Linked DNA regions of Zea mays: region 2 is linked to region 1. The links are chromatin contacts, called in public Hi-C maps. All regions are on one chromosome and are shown on one strand. Each heading gives the region's core, a stretch centred on a gene start, on an enhancer-like site or on the middle of the called end of the contact. The rest is flanking DNA. Distances are from core to core; before and after follow the strand shown. Region 1 holds the start of LOC103654816 (ABC transporter G family member 39). Region 2 holds the start of LOC103654819 (peptidyl-prolyl cis-trans isomerase CYP95).

Region 1 (2,790 bases), core at 36-2,535:
TATCGCAAGATGTGATACCTTCAGATTGGAGTCAAGTTTCCCTGACAAAGCCAGAAGTAGACTTGTTTTCCCGGATCCAGGAGGGCCAAGCAGCAAGGACATTCTGAAAGAAGTGCCAGTTAGTAAGTACAACTACAGAAAAACTGAAAACCTTGCACTTTAAAATTCTTTGGCTTCTTACCTGCCGGGTCTTATGACCCCACTGATATCGTGAAGGATGGAGACAGGCCTCTTCCCGCTAGAGACGATGTGCATAGCACTTAGTACATCCTATGATGGTAGCAGCTCACAAGAGTTAGTAGCCGAAGGAATTTCTTCTCCGTGGCTGCCTAAGAAGCATGGAGGTGCCCGCTGCTGCAGAGGAGATGCACATGCATACCATGACTTTGTTGGAGAAGAAGTTGGTCATCGTGGGGACACCTCGGTTGCCGACGTAGGCCTCGGCGTCGATGTTCAGGTTCTCAAAACGCACCTCTATCGTCGGATTATCGATCCCAACCCTGCAGGCAGGTCAATTTACAATCGCTTTCAGAATTTCTCTTCACCTCACCGGTGGTGACCAAGGGGATTCAAATAAGAGCTGAACTTTTTTTTTCTTTCTTTTACTCACAGCTCCATGCGGTCGCGGAGCTTGAGCAGGAAGCGCTCGTTGTCCTCCTCGGCGGTGCGCACGAGGCGCTCGATGAGGTTCTTGCGCTCCTGCATGCCGAGCCCCTGGATGTCCACCTCCTCGACGCCGGCGCCGGCCGCGTTCCCCGTGAGGATGCCCTTGCGCATGCGGTCGTAGGTGGGCAGCTTCTCGATGGCCGCCCAGCGCAGCGCCTCCTCGTCGTCCTCCTCCCGCACGGACCGGCCGAACGCGTCGCTCCGCCCGGACGCCCGCCACGACGACGCCGTCCGCCGCATGCTCCCGCCGGCGATGCTCCCCATCTGCACTAAGTCCATCCTCGCGCGCCCTCAGGGCCTCGGTTCGGTTTTTTTTTTCTTTCCCGCCGGCGATGCAAACCCCCTCCGTTTTTTTGTCTTTCCTGACGAACACTTCTCCCTGCTTGAGCTTGAGTGCTTGACTCTGTGTTCTTTGTCTTTTTGCTGTAGGCCTGTAGCTCTAGGCGTGTAGCTTGCTGCTCTCCGTGAAGAAGAGGAAGGGAGAGGGAGAGATGTTCGTAGTGTCTGATGAATGAGGAGGAGGTGGCGACGAGGTATAAATACCTGCGCGTGCTAATGCTCGTCGGGGAAGGTGATTAGTGCGTGGGGGAGGTGGCGGGCGCGTCGGTCACTTGATTCGCGGGAAACTCGGCCGTTGTACTACTAGTTTTATCGTCACTTGAGTCCAGCGTAAATAGTTTGACCGGTTGAACGGGCTCCGCTGTGTGCGGCTTGACCGGCCCACTTGGCGTTGCTTGCTCCACCACCGGTCGGGACGAACCGTCGCCGTCACGTCCAGGATAAAGAAAGTGTGTAGGGTAACTAACGTTAATCACCCACCCGCGTTTGATCCTTTCACAACCAATTCCACTCGTGGGTCAAGTAAGGTCCTGTTTACATGTACTAAAGCTACTAAAATTAACCGAAGACATCTAGACAACACAGTTAATGGTGCGGCTATTAGTTTCTAGATAGAGACATCCGAACATCATTAGCTAATAGTTTAGCTAACTATTAATTGTACTCTCAATTATTCTTTAGTTTATTAGCAGGTTTAATCTAGCTAAAAATCAACTACTAGTTAATAGCTAGGCAGCTAACTTTACTATTGGCCCTAAGTCAAGATAGCACAGACCTACGTCAGGAGCGTCCGAGTGAGAAGCGGTCAAGATGGGCTTGCGCCGACAATTGTGGCAGGCGGCAGCTACAGGTCAGAGATGGCCTGCTCTGCTTTACGTGGAGTCTCCTCTCTTCCAGGTCTGACCGGTTCGGTACAGGCGTACAGCGCAGCAGAGTAGAGCAGCACTGTTTAGAAGCTAAAATACTGAAATGAATTTGAGTGGCTAATTAAATAAGAAAGAAAATTTAGCCTTTTAATTCTCTTTAGTTTTGTGGTTTTCAAACTAATCCTTTGAGTGGAAGCTTGCACACCATTTGTTGAGAGAGTGAGAGGGGAAGGGGTCATATGATGACCGTGATAAATGTAAGAATCAGATTAGAATTTGACTCTATTTTTTTATTTTTAAACTAAAAATAATTTAGAATTCTAATAAATTATGAAAAAACATTTGAACCAAATGAATCGGGTCATCCGGTGTGGCGAGCCCCGCGTGACGGTTCGGCGGCCGGGGATACGGGCGGTGGAGCGGCGGGCGCTTCTAAATTACAGTCACAATAGCGCCAACTTGTCCAGACAAAAGGTTTTGTACTCTTTTGACTGTATTTGCCTCTTCAGGCTCGGCAACTACCTTCGGGTTTATCATTGACGGCGTCAAGCTCAGGCATCAACAAGCCAGCATGATATATGTGATTGACAAACAGAACACGAACGTTTCTCAAGTCAAACCTGCCTAACTGAACAGCTCTGATATTAGGGCAGATCATACCGTATCAGCAATAGTCAGGCCGGCTAATAAATTCAACTTTGAAAAAAAAAAACAAGCCATAGCAAATGTGCACTGTGCAGCCATTCATTCCCTGATCCTTACACAACATTTTCCCGTTTCTAGTTACAGTACAGTTCTATTATACATGGCAAATCCAAACTACAAATCTAACAAATTAGTAAACCTCACAAGCCGTGACATGACAGCTGGCAGCCCCCTTTGGGTGTTCAAACCACGCCGTTCTCATACATCGAGCCAT
Region 2 (2,700 bases), core at 19-2,518, 340 kb after region 1:
TAAATCTTTACTTATATATTTATATATTATTATAAAATTAAAGAGTGGAAATTTCTTCCTCCAAATTTTGATCCATCACTCTCTCTTAGTCTCTCTCTCTCTCTCTCTCTCTTGGTCAGTCTGTCCCTACACTCCCCCAAGCACAGTTCTCACCAATTTTAAGAGTAGTACGACTAGAGTCATAATTGGTTTAATATCCCGTCCGTGACCTAAAACTCACGACCTCTGCTCATACGAATTAGAAAAGTGAGCATACAGTCCAGTTCCAAAGTGTGTTCCATTGCAAAGCACGAACATGTTTGCTAGTTAATAATAGTATATCATTACGCCTGTTCAAGTTTCGTACATCTGTTCCACTGCCAGTGATGGAGCTAGAATTATATGATTATATGGGGCTCAAATCAGTTAATCCATGAAATAAATATTAAAGCATGCACTGAAGTCAATGAAAAAATAATCATGGGGGCATCCGTTCAGCATGCGCCAGCCCCCCCCCCCCCCCCCCCCTACTGACTCCGACAGCGCTGCAGCCTACATCGCACGGTGCCAGCCAACACTAACTTGAGTAACCAGTAATCACGCAGAGAGACATCCTGGTGCAACGGCAGGAATCTAGACAAACAATCCTGGCCCCAGATCAGGATCCGTGCACAACACCGCAAACCCTGAAAATCCCTACAAACCCCCCAAAACCCTATCGCGAACTCAACCCCAAACCCTGGAACCTCCTCCCCATCCAAACATCAGAGAGCCCAAACGCGCATGAAACACTCTGGCCATGCAGATCGAAACGCGCAAGCCAGGCCCTTGGCGTGCGATCCAGCGATTGCGAAGTAGAGGGGAGCAGCCCGGGACCCGGGTAGAGAGGGAGAGCACGAACCACAAGGGAAGACCCGGTGGTTCTACGGCGCCGGTCACGTCGGAGAGGTGCGACTGTGCGAGGGTCTCGTGGGGGCAAGGATATTTGCTCGCTCCGGCGGAGCGCAGCCGCAGCCCCGTGGAAGGCACCGCCACAAGCGGCCGCAAAAGCGGAGTGATGTGGGGAATAGGGGAGTGGAGGAGCGCAGCGGCCAAGTACCCTGGCAGCCTGGCTCCCTGAGAGCCCTGCGACAGGGCCAATTACAGTTCTGTCCCCGACACGTGGAGCGTTGAATGCTAGTCCTGGATGCACTGCATGTGGGCCCTCATGGTGGTGACAGTGTGGTCAGGCGACATGGAGTCCGGGTCCGGGTCCGGATCCTCGGCCGACGGCGTAGGGTGTGATTGGTACGCGTGCTCTCTGGCGCTGGGCTCGGGCCGGTTGGACGGACGGCGAAGGTCCCGCCCGCCTTGCATGCAGGCAGTGAGGCAGAGCGGTGGAAAAGTGCCTACCTGCAGGTAGATCGGTTTCTCACAGCTAAATATGGCAATAGTTACCAGATCCGGTGACTCGTGATTATTTATCCATACGTATATGGTCTAAATATTCTATTTATGAGTTTTTTATTAGACAAAAACTTCACTCAGTACGTAAAAATATTAGAACGCTTCGGCCTCATCTATACCTGTTAACACATGGGTATAAAATACCCAATATAAAAGTGTAAACTTAGGCCTCGATAATCCATATATTTTAACTATTTAACAAACTTTTTTGTGATGATGTAATAGAAGGCTTAACAGCTATTTGATAACCATGTAATGAAACATGTAATGTGTTATGTGGTATTATCTTAGTGTTGCTACTTTATCCAATTATATATGGTGTGTGTTGAATAGAGTGTTGAATGGATGATTGAATGGTGCTCGAAATTTTGTAATGGCATTTAGATTGATATACTTGACGTTTGTATGATGTATTATTTTGATATATGTTTAATCTTTATAGGTACAGGTGACCCAACGGGTGATCTATAATCACATGGGTATGGGTATGAGAGTAAATCCATACCTACCATTGGATATAGGTGACCCAACGAGGTTACTTTTTGTCGCGGATATGAGTGTGGGATAGTAATACCCAGTAGGTATTTATCTATTGCCATCTCTACTCGTAGCATAGGCAACTAATCACCCTCTCGTAGATTAATGCATGAAGTGAGCCTGGGCACGTCTAGGCAACCAATCAGCCCTGTAGTCGCCGCCGACTGGCTGACGCGTGGGCCGGCCACGGCCAGGCCCCACCTAGCAGCGGTCGGACATTACAACAGAGGATCTGGCCGAATCCAGGATGGGAGATGCGGTTCAAGCTCTAGCAACTTCATTTGAAACATGGTACAAAGCGGTATTTTGTCCCCTTTTGGCAGGGCTCCGGTTCCTCTGAAAAGAGTTTCAACTTTAGGTCCTCTAGCTCTTTGGCTTCTCAGGAGGAGCTAGAGTTGTTTTGTAATTCGTTTGGCTAAACAGTTTCTCTTGTGTTTCTTTCGAATGATGTATTAGGGAAATGAATGAGGAGCCGATAGAAACCACATTTTTTGTGCTTCGGCTCCCAACACGAAAACGACTCTAGCTCCTCGAGGGCTCTCGACAAGAAGTCGTTTTATGACCGTTTGGTAGGGCTTCACGATGAGCCCGAGCTGGAGCCGCCCAAGGAGCCATGCCAAAGGGGCCCTTTATAAGGTCATATACATGATATGCTGGCCATAGCTTAGAGCATCTGCATTAGTTACCTAAAATACATCCTATATTTTGATTTAGGGGAATAGTAACAAAAAATGGCTC

What was found. A called contact is a pair of places that touch in the nucleus more often than the background predicts.
Region 2: a Hi-C map of tassel shows a contact between it and region 1, with 2.3 times the contacts expected there. The contact joins the promoter of LOC103654819 here to the promoter of LOC103654816 in region 1. A contact is called at or near these places in 3 of 25 Hi-C or Micro-C datasets (bundle sheath, endosperm and tassel).

The regions. Positions count from the first base shown.
Region 1 is chr4:239,883,439-239,886,228 of Zm-B73-REFERENCE-NAM-5.0, forward strand. LOC103654816 (ABC transporter G family member 39) reads right to left here and starts at 1,286. Exons shown (of 23, transcript XM_008681639.3): 1 at 611-1,286; 2 at 380-500; 3 at 182-270; 4 at 19-103. The coding sequence starts at 945. It overlaps LOC103654815 (a long non-coding RNA gene), which reads left to right. Exons shown (of 3, transcript XR_566350.3): 2 at 1-122; 3 at 217-506. It overlaps LOC100276452, which reads right to left. Exons shown (of 9, transcript NM_001360692.1): 9 at 2,575-2,790. The coding sequence ends at 2,759.
Region 2 is chr4:240,219,916-240,222,615 of Zm-B73-REFERENCE-NAM-5.0, forward strand. LOC103654819 (peptidyl-prolyl cis-trans isomerase CYP95) reads right to left here and starts at 1,269. Exons shown (of 14, transcript XM_035967552.1): 1 at 881-1,269.